3 separate regions of the Mus musculus genome follow, and regions 1 and 3 are each linked to region 2. Evidence: chromatin contacts called from public Hi-C and promoter capture Hi-C data. All regions are on one chromosome and are shown on one strand. Each heading gives the region's core, a stretch centred on a gene start, on an enhancer-like site or on the middle of the called end of the contact. The rest is flanking DNA. Distances are from core to core; before and after follow the strand shown. Region 1 overlaps Mm2pr (macrophage M2 polarization regulator). Region 2 overlaps Alox5ap (arachidonate 5-lipoxygenase activating protein). Region 3 has its middle 8.8 kb from the start of Gm38753.

Region 1 (3,927 bases), core at 477-2,976, 130 kb before region 2:
CTCTAGGTAGAAACCCAGTGATGCCCCGACCTTGATTAAACCCTTCAGTAAATTCTCATTTGAAAAAACAAACCCAAAACAAATCCAATACCCTTTAGGGAAGGCCCTAAATCACAGGCCTTAGGACTGATCTGCCAGCACGCTCTGCCCACCTCCTCCCATGCTATTCCTGGATAACTGTTCAGCCACCCCAGCCTCCCGACACTCCTGTTACCTGACAGACACAATCCTTTGCCCGGGGACCTTTGTACTTCTTCTTCTTTCCAACTTGAACCCATTCCATCCAAGCTAAAGGTCACCACAAGTGCTTCTAGTGTTATCCTGGCACTCAGATATGGCTCACAGGACTTTTCAGTAACAGAAGCGGCCTCCCCTTCATCTCCTACAGCGAACCCTCCTGTTTTCACTGGTGTTTCAGGCCTCGGATGGTGCTGGACAGGAGATACTCAAGGAATGCATTCACCGACTAGCTATGCCATGTTTCACATACCCATGTAATTAAGGACTGATCTTTCTACAGTTATTATTTTATTGAAATATTTCTTTTTTGGAAAGCTTTTTAGCAACTAGATAGCTTCTAAAAATGTTTCCAATGCATACAAACTTCTCTGGCAATGTGTATCGGTAAACAGAGTAAACTCTTTCCCACAAGTAAAAAGCAATGTATTGTTGGAAGTTTAAACCCAGTCTCTCCTCCATATCTTTTTTTTAACGTACTTAGTTTTACTTCATGTGCATCGGTGTTTTGCCTGCATGTATGTCTGTATGAGGGTGTCAACTTTCCTAGAACTGGAGTTACAGATAGCTGTAAATGCCATTTGAGTGCTGGGAATTGAACCTAGGTGCTCTGTAACACCAGCCGGTGTTTTTTTTTTTTTTTGGTTTTTCGAGACAGGGTTTCTCTGTATAGCCCTGGCTGTCCTGGAACTCACGCTGTAGATCAGGCTGGCCTCGAACTCAGAAATTCTCCTGCCTCTGCCTCCCGAGTGCTGGGATTAAAGGCGTGCGCCACCACGCCCAGCCCCAGCCAGTGCTCTTAACCACTAAGCCATCCAACTCTCCAGTCTCTCTGTTAGCACCTGGATGGAAACATGCCACCCCCTTCAGCCCCAGAGGCAGACACTGTGTTCGGGTGTCCCTCCTACCTTCCCCAGACAGCAGAGCCCCTCATAGCTGCCGCCTCCTCAACCACTCACCTTCGGAGCCCGCTCCAACCCAACGCCAGCTCTCAGTGATTTACCACTAATACTGCTTTTATGCCGCCTAGCAGTGACATCTGTGTTGCCAAATCCAGTGTCACCTGCTCAGATCACAGAAGCTATCCCAGGTGCTTTGTGACTTTCTCCCAGAAACATGCAACTTTTCAGACCCCCACCCCCTAATTCTGTGGCCAGCTCTTGTGTTGCTCTTCACATGGTGAGAATGCTAACAGGAGCTGAGTTCAGAGTTCAGAAGAAGAAGTACCTCCCCTATCTTGTAATACTCCTGTGGCAGGAACAGGGCAGCTCTTCTCGTTTTAAACGAGGGCTGTCCTTTGTGACCCACTTATGATTATTTCTTTGTAAAAACAATAAACCAAATCAGTATTAGTCTCCAGGAAACCACAGCCCTGTGACCTTGATAATATAATGATTAGCAAGGGATTTTCCCATCTTACACTGTAACATTTCTATCTGGGTCATGGCTGCTGAGGATGGAGGTTTAGCTGAGTCACTAAGTTCTGACTAAGGACAGCAAGTGGAAGTACCATGTGATACCTTCATAATACCTGCCCAAATGCACAGGAGGATATTCCCCCAAGCCTGTCTCCATCCGGGTGCCTGGAATGCAAATTTCCAGCTTGGTAAGCCAATGGGAGTCACGGTTTTCTGCCACCCAGAACTGAATCCACTTCTAAACACTACTACCTACCATCCAAGCTCCACTGTGGCAGGTATGTCGCAGATGCCCAACAACCACATCAAAGCAGATATGCTTGTATGGGATGAACCGCCTGTCATCCAGACAGACACGACTGAGTGGCCCCAGTGAGAGAAGAGTTTAGGTTTTAAATGGTGCCACTATATCTGGCCCCAACCCTGGCTACCTTTTATTTTGAGGGCTGGAAGCTGAACCACAGATGTGAACGTGGGCACATCTGTGCTCTGCAGTGAGTTCCATCTCCAGCCCCACTTGGTTCATAATGACCAGAGAGATATAGTCCATGATGCATGCGTGGTTAAAGCCAGGCCTCTGTATTTCTATTGCACACTCACTCCACAGCGTCTAATACTTCAGGTGGTCCTTGAAGTCCTGCCTGGCATTGCCCCATCTTCCTTCTTTCCTTGTTGTGCGTTCGTTTTTTTCTAACTAGGATATTATGGTACGTTGCCCAGGTTTGCTCCAGCTTGCTCAGTCTGGCCTTGAACCCATGATCCAGTCCAGCAAGTGGTAGATTACACATATGGGCCGCTGCAGCCAGTTCCTTCCTTCTTTTATTTATACTCTGAGGGAGGATGGGGAGAGTGTCTTGTATTTATGCTCCTATAATGCAACACGCACCTCTAGGCACACCAAGGCCATCGTTTTAACCTCAGACTAAAATAACTAGTTTTTAAATTAAAAATACTTAGATTTAGGATCAAGAGTTCAAGCTGAGAAACCTGCCCTTTGGTTGTTGTTGCTTGAGACAGGGTTTCTCTGTGTAGCCCTGGCTGTCTGGAACTCACTCTGTAGAGAGGCTGGCCTCGAACTCAAGAGATCGGCCTGTCTCTGCTACCCAAGTGCTGGTAGTAAAGGTGTGAGCCATCACTGCCCAGCAAAACCTGTTCATTCATTTATGACTCTAGAGATTTTAGAGAAAGTTAGATTTTCTAAATCTCAATTTCCTTATTTGTAAGATGGGGATAAAAGTAAGGCCAGAGGTCTACTCCAGCTGCATGGGGACACTGTTGACCTTGTACACAGCTCAGGGCTTCAGTTAGCTACAAGCTCACCATCCAAGCCACAACTGTGAATTCTAAATTTAATTATCTAATTAACTAGTTATCATTGAATGCACGTTGGTGATGTGTGTGTCAGGGCATGCAGGTTCCCTGGCTTGTATGTGGAGACCTGGGTCAGCTCTGTGGGGTCAGTTCTCTCCTCCCATGGGTGATGTGTGTGTCAGGGCATGCAGGTTCCCTGGCCTGTGTGTGTGTGGAGACCTGGGTCAGCTCTGTGGGGTCAGTTCTCTCCTCCCATGGGTGATGTGTGTGTCAGGGCATGCAGGTTCCCTGGCCTGTGTGTGTGTGGAGACCTGGGTCAGCTCTGTGGGGTCAGTTCTCTCCTCCCTTACATGAGTCCTAGGGACTGAACTCAGGTTGCCACTCTTGAGCAGCAGAGTGATGGTTTGTATCTGCTTGGCCCCGGGAGGGGGCACCATTAGGAGGTGTGGTTTTGTTGGAGTAGGTGTGTCACTGTGGGTGTGGGCTTTAAGACCCTCATCCTAGCTTCTTAGAAGCCAGTCTTCTTCTGCCTGCCTTCGGAACAAGATGTAGAACTCTCAGCTCTGCCTACACCATGTCTGCCTGGATGCTGCCATGCTCCCACCTTAATGATAAAAGACTGAACCTCTGAACCTGTAAGCCAGCCAATTAAATGTTGTCCTTATAAGCGTTGCCTTGGTCATGGTGTCTGCTCACAGTGGTAAAACCCTACATAAGGCACCCTCTGAGTCCTCTTGCCTTCTAATTTCTTATTATATCAGACTGTTGGGATCCTTAAATAAATTCACACTATTCTTAGTCATTTATTAAATCGGTGGAATGAAAACCCCCAGAATGTTCTTTGGGGTGTAGGTATATCTTTCACATCTCCTAATAGAGTTAATTATAATGCTGATACTAGGAAATGATGCCTGTATGCTATAAACAGCCAAAGAAAATCCTCTATTTATCCATATAGAGC
Region 2 (3,786 bases), core at 819-3,318:
CGTGGTGGAGTCTGGGGCGGCAATAACTTTTTAGGTAGGTCTGACTTCCCAGGCCGCTTGTGAATTAAGCATCTCATCGTCAAGAGAAATGAGAGCTAATGTTTGCATCTTACCATGGGTTCTTTTGGACCTCCAGGAGTGCTGAGGATACGAGATGTAGAAATCTCCAAGCCCCGGACAACAGACAATCCTTGCACTGTCTAGAGTTGAGCTGCACCCAGCCTTCCTCAGCACTTGCCTTCCTTTGGCTACGCCCCACACCCCCACCGTTGCCCCTAACTCCCGACTCCCTGATTCTATCCTTGCAGTTCACGTGTTGGGAAGAGTCAAAATTGTCTGGACAGCATAGTCACTGTGGCATGTGCACACACACATCACCAGACAGCATTACAGAATTTTAAGAGAAAGAGACCTAGTGACCTACACCCTCTGATTGTACCCCACTTCCTAAAAGCCCGTTCAGCTATGAACTGATGAGGCCGGTGCCCTCGTGATCCCAATTATTTGTTAATAGTGCCACCAACTGGACACCCTTCAACATATGGGACTTTAGTGACATTTTCTACCCAAGTTGTTAGCCAGCTAGCAAGAGTGGGGCTTCTCGGCTTCCATTGTCCGTGTGTCACACAGGGAGCTTGTTGAATGCAGCGGGCTTCATCCTGCTTTGAGAAGGACTGGGGGATTGGGCTTCTGCTAGGCTCCCACCACACGCTGATGCTCTTAGTCTGCGGATGACAGAGTAGCGAGGAGGTTGGTACCCAACAGCTGAGCAAATACTTGCTTGCTATGAGAGTTGAGAGCCTCTGGGGTTCCTTTCAACTAGTTAAAATTTCTGGTAAGGCAATGTGGGACTGCAGGACGCTGGCTTTGGTGCCCTCTGTGACAGTTTGAAACAGCCTGTGTCAGCTGGAGCTCACCTGTCCCGCTGGTTTTGCTCTAAGCTCCAAATCAGGGCTGATTGCCCCATGCCATTGCTGGTTCATTACTGAAATCTTATCTTGACAAACCGTTTCACTGGCTATTCCAGACATGTCAGCGCCACTCAGATGGGCCCAGGCCCAGCAGCCAAGGGTCTTGCAGAGGGACAGAGGACATGGGTAGCCTTGGCACGCCATTAGACAGTCACTTCTCATGAGGAATCTCCTCCTATCTCCAAATGATGATGCTCTGTGTAAAATATTTAGGATGGAAAGGGGAGGGGAGAGAAAGGAGGGGAGAGGAGGGAAGGGAAGGGGAGAGGAGGAGAGGGGACGGAAGGGGAGGGGAGGGGATGAGAAAGGGAGATTAAAACTTCTTTCACTCCTCTGGGATGTGTTTCCATCGCTGGGTACTTGTCTCTCATTAGGGCCAACCTGACTTCTTCCCAGGCAACCTCAGGAGGGAAAGGTTGAACCCTCGAGGGCGGAAGCACCTTCACCGGTGTATTTAAACCATCTCCTGAGCACAATGTTCATTACACCCCAGCCTCCAGTGAGAGCCTTAGAGGCGCTCCTGACAGGGAACACCCTGTAGAGGGCTTAATGAGTCCACGGTGCTCCCGAGCCTCAGTCCGACTCTCTGAGCGCAGTTAGGCCTTGCCAGCCTTCTGTCACCTGGAGTTAAGGACAAAAAGAGAACTCAGGGAAGCCAGAGCCACTGAGCCCAAAGGATGGCAGGCTGGAAGGCGGGCTCCTTCACCTGGCTTTGAAGCATGCGCAGTGCTTAATTACAGGAGGGTCGTGCCCATCCTTGCTATGAAGTAAGTGGGTAAATAGAGCGAGTAAACGCGGAATAATTTAACGCCCCGTGTCTGGAAGTGGCGGCGTCACTGGGTGAACTGGGTGTCGTTTGTGATGCATCTACGGCCCCCTCCCTTCTCTCGCAGCACCCCTGGCTACATCTTCGGCAAGCGGATCATCCTGTTCCTGTTCCTCATGTCCTTCGCCGGGATACTCAACCATTACCTCATCTTCTTCTTCGGAAGCGACTTTGAGAACTACATCAGAACGGTAAGCACGACGATCTCCCCGCTGCTTCTCATCCCCTGATTGCTGGAGACAGAGAAGGACGCTCACCAGATCAATAGAGACGCATCATAACGCAACGCCGCGAAGGCTTCTGCTCCTCTTCAAGCTGTAGATGCTGTCAATCTTGCTGCCCTCGGGGCTCTGTGGCATCCGTTAACTTTGCTTTTCCGGGAAGAAAAATGTCTTGTGCTAGCTCCACCCCTCGAATGCGGCGGTGGCCCAGGATTTATTGTCTACATCCAGCCTATACTTCTCCTGGCTTATCCTGCTTTCTGAAGATGTCTTGTAATCAGACACGTGTTTTCCTAAAATAAAGGGTATAGACAAAATTTAAGCCCATGGCTCAGATTGGGGTGATATTTCTGTATTAGCTATTAGTGTTTCTTCAACCTACATGATGATAATTAAAATCACAATTTCCATATATGGACGCTAACGTCTTCAAGAGTCTTTTATTGACTGAGTACCTTCCCCGTCCCATATTTGGATTAGGTTGGGATCTTAATTCACTAGGATCATGCCCAATATTACTGCATCATGCAGCTTACAATGTGCTCTAAGAGTTGAAGATAATGCCAGGCCACCAAACAAACATGACAAAATGGATTCACAGGTCACTTGCTGGCTATAGTCAATGAACAGATTTCTAATGCTGTCAGCTAGGTGTCTTTGGGACAAAGAGGGAATCTTGGAAGACATGGGTGTAGTCAAATGTCCAAGGCAGCTAACAGGAAAGGTGTTCTTTTGGGGCCATGCACAGTGAGCTCAGTTTGATTTTCCTTATATAACTTAATTTTGGGGGGATAGTATATTAGAGTTCTCTTGAAGGGGCAGCACTGATTTTATATGTATATATATATATATATATATACACACACACACACATATATATATATATAATGCACATGCACACACATCTATAAATTATATATATATATAATTTAGTACTAAATATATATCATATTTAAATTTATTATTTTATATACACATTTTATTTCAATATGTAAATATATAATATATTTATATGATATATAAATATATTTATTACTATATGTTATATATTTTCTATAACATGTATTTATTTTATAAATTTATTTCATAAATATAAATATATTTATAAGATATATATGTGTGTATATATATACATGCATATATATATATATATCATATATATGCCATATATATAGTTGGTGAGCTTACTAAATTGTATCTGGTGGCTGTCTCACATTGGAATTTGTAGTCGCTCAGTCCAGAAGGCTGGATGTCTCAGCAGCCCCAAGCTGGTGCTGAAGGCCTGGAGAATTCCTGGAGAGTTGCTGGTCTTCAGTCTACATTGGAATCCCAAAGAAGCCAGTTCTACTACCAAAAGGGATGCCACAGCCATGAGATAGATGAGCTTGTCAGCATGAGTGAGAGCAAGCAGGCAAAAGGCAAAAGCTTCTGTTTTCCATGTCCTTGTATGTGGGTCTTCCCACCACAAATGACCCAATCAGGAAAATCCCTCACAGGAGAGCCTGGTGGCTTGGTTGGTTCCAGAACCAACCAATAACCAAGTTAGTTTGTCTACAAATGGGTCTTTGTGAGCCTTTCATACATATACATTGCCATGCCTGGTTTTTATCCTGACCTCCATTCTCTGTCATTTCTTTGTCCTTCTTGCTGATTTTCTTTGTCCCCAAAAGTCTCCCTTTGCATTCTTGTCACATAGATCTCCTTGTCCCTCTTGTCTATCCTTCCTTTCTACCTCCTCCCTCTCACAATTGCATATCTATTTTCTCGT
Region 3 (4,023 bases), core at 463-2,962, 88 kb after region 2:
TGGTTGTTCCTCTTCGAGGCAGGGCCGGGGCTCTTCCTGCCTTACCCTAGGTAAATGCACTGAATATGACCTGTCTCACTTCAGTGGGTTGTTAGTTCTTCTTTAGATCAGATCTTTACTGGTTGTCTCACCCCCTTTCTTTACGGAGCTCCCCACTCCCCGTGCTCTTCACAGGCAAGCATGCTGGCTTTCTTTGTAAATAGCCTTACATATGTTCTTGTCCCCTGTGCCTGGTCATGAGGCCATCCTTCAGACAACTCCTGCCTTCCCCGTGCCTAAAACTACTCTCTTTCTCCGAGGTCTCACATTCAGACGTCCTATGATGGCTTCTGTAACCTCACGTGCCTCTCTCTGCACATCAGCATCACCCATGTGTGGGTTTCGATCCCACCACAGAGCATCCAGTGTTCCCCGCTTTGTGTTCGGGAATTCTCTCTCCTCAGGGTTATATGCACTCTCAGTTCAGGAGACAGACGTTTTGCTTGATGATAGGATGCACTGGTATCTAAGCAACTGACATCTTTCTTCTCCTTAAGCCGGGGTATAAAATCCACACATAGAGCAACAGTTGCTACCTGTTGAGCCAGAGCCTGGCTGGAGGGGAAGCCCCATTTTATCTCCATTCTGAGTCCCCGGAAGGCCAGCCCCAGCTTTCTTAAGTGGAGAGAACTTCATTCATTTCCTAATGGGTCATACTTGGGGAAAGACTGGAGTTTCTTCATTTTAGTGTCAGGCCAGTAAGGGGTTGCAAAGTACAGAGTAAGGAATGAGGGTAAAGCAAGAGGGATTGGCCCACCAGTGGGATTTGAGGACTGTCTCTTACATGGAGGCTGGGATGGGGAGACTGGAGCAGAAGCCGAGGCAATCAAACACGCCCCTCACAGTTTTGATCCGGCTCTCACCTGTTTGAAAGGAAAACATCTGGCTTGTCTTCCATTGACCCTGATGTAAATGGGTAAAGGATTTCAGGGCACATTCCTGATAGTTCCCTGAGGGACTTCCTAACAAAGGGGTGGAGCCAAGTAGCTCTTGGAATGGTCTCCCATCATAGACATTGCACTTAGAGTTTGAGCTATACGAATAATTCAGATGCTACACTGTAAGCCCTAAATATACCTTAAGCCCACAAACAACGCCCCTTTGTCCAGCTTTATGCCTGTGTTCCTTTAAATGGACTTTCTGTTCCTGACCGCACTGTAATCAGCAGATATCCCTACCGTCCCCCCATTCCCTCCTCCTCCCTTAAAACGGCTCCTTCTAATAGCTAGCATCCTGCAGTGACCAAAGCCATTAGAAGGATTGCACCATTACTATCCTGTCCAGCACACACATAATGCCCCAGGGATTGCCTTTCTTCTTCTTTGCTTGATGCTTTTTTGTGGATGAAATCGGGGCCCAATGGTGGGCTGAAAAAAAAAAAAACCGAAGAGGGCAGAAGGTGACAGTAATTCGTTTCAAGGGCACCTCCCAAACAGCTTTCCCCACTTGAGATTCCTTTGTGAAGGTGACGGCAGATGTCAGCCTTGTGGATAAAGCAGGCTCTGAAAGCACGCGGACAGGTTGCAGACCTCTGTTCCTCGTTACCATAATATTGAATGCTCATCTTTTCCCAAGCACGACAGCGAATATGTGCTCTGCCTGCTAGCTCACTGTTGTTTGTGCTGGAAAGAACCCGGGCCCAGCCCAGAGCCACGTTGCAGGGCTCAGGACTGCTCTGAAACACTGCCACCTAGTGGCGTGATGAGGTAAGACAGCACACATCAAGGGCACCGGGACTCTAGTTCAATCTAGCTGCCCCAGCTCAAAGGCAAGGAGTTAAAAAATCAGGAGCACAAAGACCATAGCCAGTTTGGAAACGCCTAAATAGGGCAGGGGACAGGGAAAAGGGGCGGGGGAACTGGAGCCTGAGAGAGGAATTAAAAGTAATGAACGGGTCGGATTGAGCAGTCCCCACCTCCCCTCCACCCCCCTCCAACTCCCCACCCCACCCCCCCTCGCCCCCCACCCCCAAGCTAGAGATGTGGGTAAGATGAGATTGGAACCGGCCTTCATTTGGACAGCTCAGTCTGGCTTGTGACTGGATCCTTAAGGATCCCGGGGCTCAGTTGAGCTCGGGAAGTCCCTGTGCCTCGGTTTCCTCACTTTGTGGGCCGAGTCAGAGCTCAAAGTCTATCTTCAGTTGAAACATTGTATGAATTTGTTATCTGAGAAATGCAGGAGAAAGCAGTTGGCTATCCTTAAATCATCTGTGTGACTTCTTGTTGATTTAAGGGGGGACTTAAAAATGAACAAAGAAACAAACGAATGAACAAACAAGCATCCACTTCCATCTTGTCTGTTTTCAGGGTTGTAGCTCAGGAATCCTGGGAGAAGCATGGAAGAATCTTCTAGCATGTGGGGACTCTCGGGACCCAAGAGGGAGAGTAACTCCTAAAGACGTGGAGGCTTCTAGTGCTTCAGGACAGACAGTGAGTGTGTGGGGGGTTGGAGGGGATGGGGTGTGGGTACTGGCATGGAAGCAAATCTGTACTATTTGAAACACCGAAGTGAAGACAATCATTATAATGGGTTAATAATTGAGCAGGCCATTCCTTCAAGAGTTACATTTTTAAAGGGAATTTCCTGTTAGAAGGTTCCAAGGAAATCAGATACTGTTCATTGACAAGCAGGAATCTGAACAAGTAGGGGAATCCCCAGGTCCTTCGACCTTACAGGATGGGTTTTGTCCTTTGTCATTCATCGGCGTTCCTTGGGGAAACTCATCTATGATGGCTGTTTTAAACACTTCGAGTATCATTTTTACATCCCAGGGCTAAAAGAAGATGTGGCTCAGCCTCTGCCACCATTTGAAGAAGCCCAGGTTGCTCTTGCTCCTTCTTTTAAGGCTCAATGGTCCTGCTCATCAAAGCATTTCCCCAGCGAACACACAGTGGAGGGAATTTAAATTCCATCTTGATGGAATTTGAACCAAAGCACACTGCCCAGTGTCACTTTATACGCTGTGAATCATCAAGCCAGCTACGAATACCTCGAGGGGTCCTTGCCGTTGTTCAACATAAATCAGTAAAATGACAGGCAATTGACTCTGAAGACAGCTTTCACATGGCTGAGAGGCTGGAGCTGCTGGAAGCAAATGAGGGCATTTTTCTGTAAACCACTTGTGATTAGCGCCAGAATAAACAGTAGATTGGGCTTTATCCTCCACACCACACTCCCCTCCTGCTCTGGATCTCTCATTAGGCGGAAGTGAACACTTCCCTCAGTGTTGGGAGTGGGGGTTGGGGGTTGTCAGTGGGAAGAAGCAAGTTTGTATCTCCACACCTGATGAGTACTTCTGACTTCCCCCCCAGAAGGAAAAGAAGAAATAGACTTGATTTGACTTTTTTTTTTTCCTATGAAGACATAAAATAAGGGCGAGAATCAGACCGACCCTTCGATGCAAAAGCTTGTCGCTGTGCTATGATGCCCTATCACGGCGCCTGCCAGGGCTTAGAATTTCCCTTAATAGAAAGGAGCGTGTTTGAGAGATTGGCACCTGGCAGCAGTGTCTCATGATGTTACAGGCTTATATTCTTTGTAAAGCATTTAATTAATTAATTAATTAATTAATTTAATGTATATGAGTGCACTGTCGCTGTCTTCAGACACACCAGAAGAGGGCATAGGATCCTATTACAGACGGCTGTGAGCCACCATGTGGTTGCTGGGAATTGAATTCAGGACCTCTGGAAGAGCAGTCAGTGCTCTTAACCACTGAGCCATCTCTCCAGCCCCTCCACTTATATTCTTAAAGACACCAGGAAGGTGGCAATGTTAAGCTGATGGAGGCACTGTCTAAGGAGATCTGACGCCAACCTGTGCCACCACGGCCTCCTGGGCCAAATGGCCCCTTAGGTTGTTGTGTCAACTGATTTTCTCCAACAAGAGTCAGGTTTTCCACGAAAAGCATCAAGTGTGCCAAATCAAGTAAGTCTGTAAACCCAGAGGACACAGCCTGCCTGTGATCCAAAATCTGAACTGACA

Evidence for each region. A called contact is a pair of places that touch in the nucleus more often than the background predicts. Capture Hi-C pulls out chosen DNA fragments and counts their contacts.
Region 1: a contact with region 2 is called in a promoter capture Hi-C map of pancreatic islet. The contact joins two enhancer-like sites. A contact is called at or near these places in 1 of 484 Hi-C or Micro-C datasets (uterus) and 3 of 9 other capture datasets (adipose tissue, liver and pancreatic islet).
Region 3: a contact with region 2 is called in a Hi-C map of cerebral cortex, with 4 times the contacts expected there. The contact joins two enhancer-like sites. A contact is called at or near these places in 6 of 484 Hi-C or Micro-C datasets (the G1E-ER4 cell line, the N1E-115 cell line, cardiomyocytes and 3 more), 3 of 115 datasets of contacts at active chromatin or transcription factors (double positive thymocytes and embryonic stem cells) and 3 of 9 other capture datasets (adipose tissue, liver and pancreatic islet).

What each region holds. Positions count from the first base shown.
Region 1 is chr5:149,159,000-149,162,926 of GRCm38.p6, forward strand. All of the region lies in intron 1 of Mm2pr (macrophage M2 polarization regulator), which reads right to left. Among named protein-coding and RNA genes, the nearest start is that of Gm42788, 17 kb to the left of the region's middle. Within about 2 kb of position 1,727, at least 15 of the 459 cell types and tissues checked have an H3K27ac peak or open chromatin away from gene starts, as enhancers often do. A contact at or near this core is called in pancreatic islet, where this site is marked.
Region 2 is chr5:149,285,708-149,289,493 of GRCm38.p6, forward strand. It overlaps Alox5ap (arachidonate 5-lipoxygenase activating protein), which reads left to right. Exons shown (of 5, transcript NM_009663.2): 5 at 1,865-2,446. The coding sequence ends at 2,027. Among named protein-coding and RNA genes, the nearest start is that of Alox5ap, 23 kb to the left of the region's middle. Within about 2 kb of position 2,069, at least 40 of the 459 cell types and tissues checked have an H3K27ac peak or open chromatin away from gene starts, as enhancers often do. A contact at or near this core is called in cerebral cortex and pancreatic islet, where this site is marked.
Region 3 is chr5:149,374,324-149,378,346 of GRCm38.p6, forward strand. It overlaps a transcript of Medag not described here. Among named protein-coding and RNA genes, the nearest start is that of Gm38753, 8.8 kb to the left of the region's middle. Within about 2 kb of position 1,713, at least 94 of the 459 cell types and tissues checked have an H3K27ac peak or open chromatin away from gene starts, as enhancers often do. A contact at or near this core is called in cerebral cortex, where this site is marked.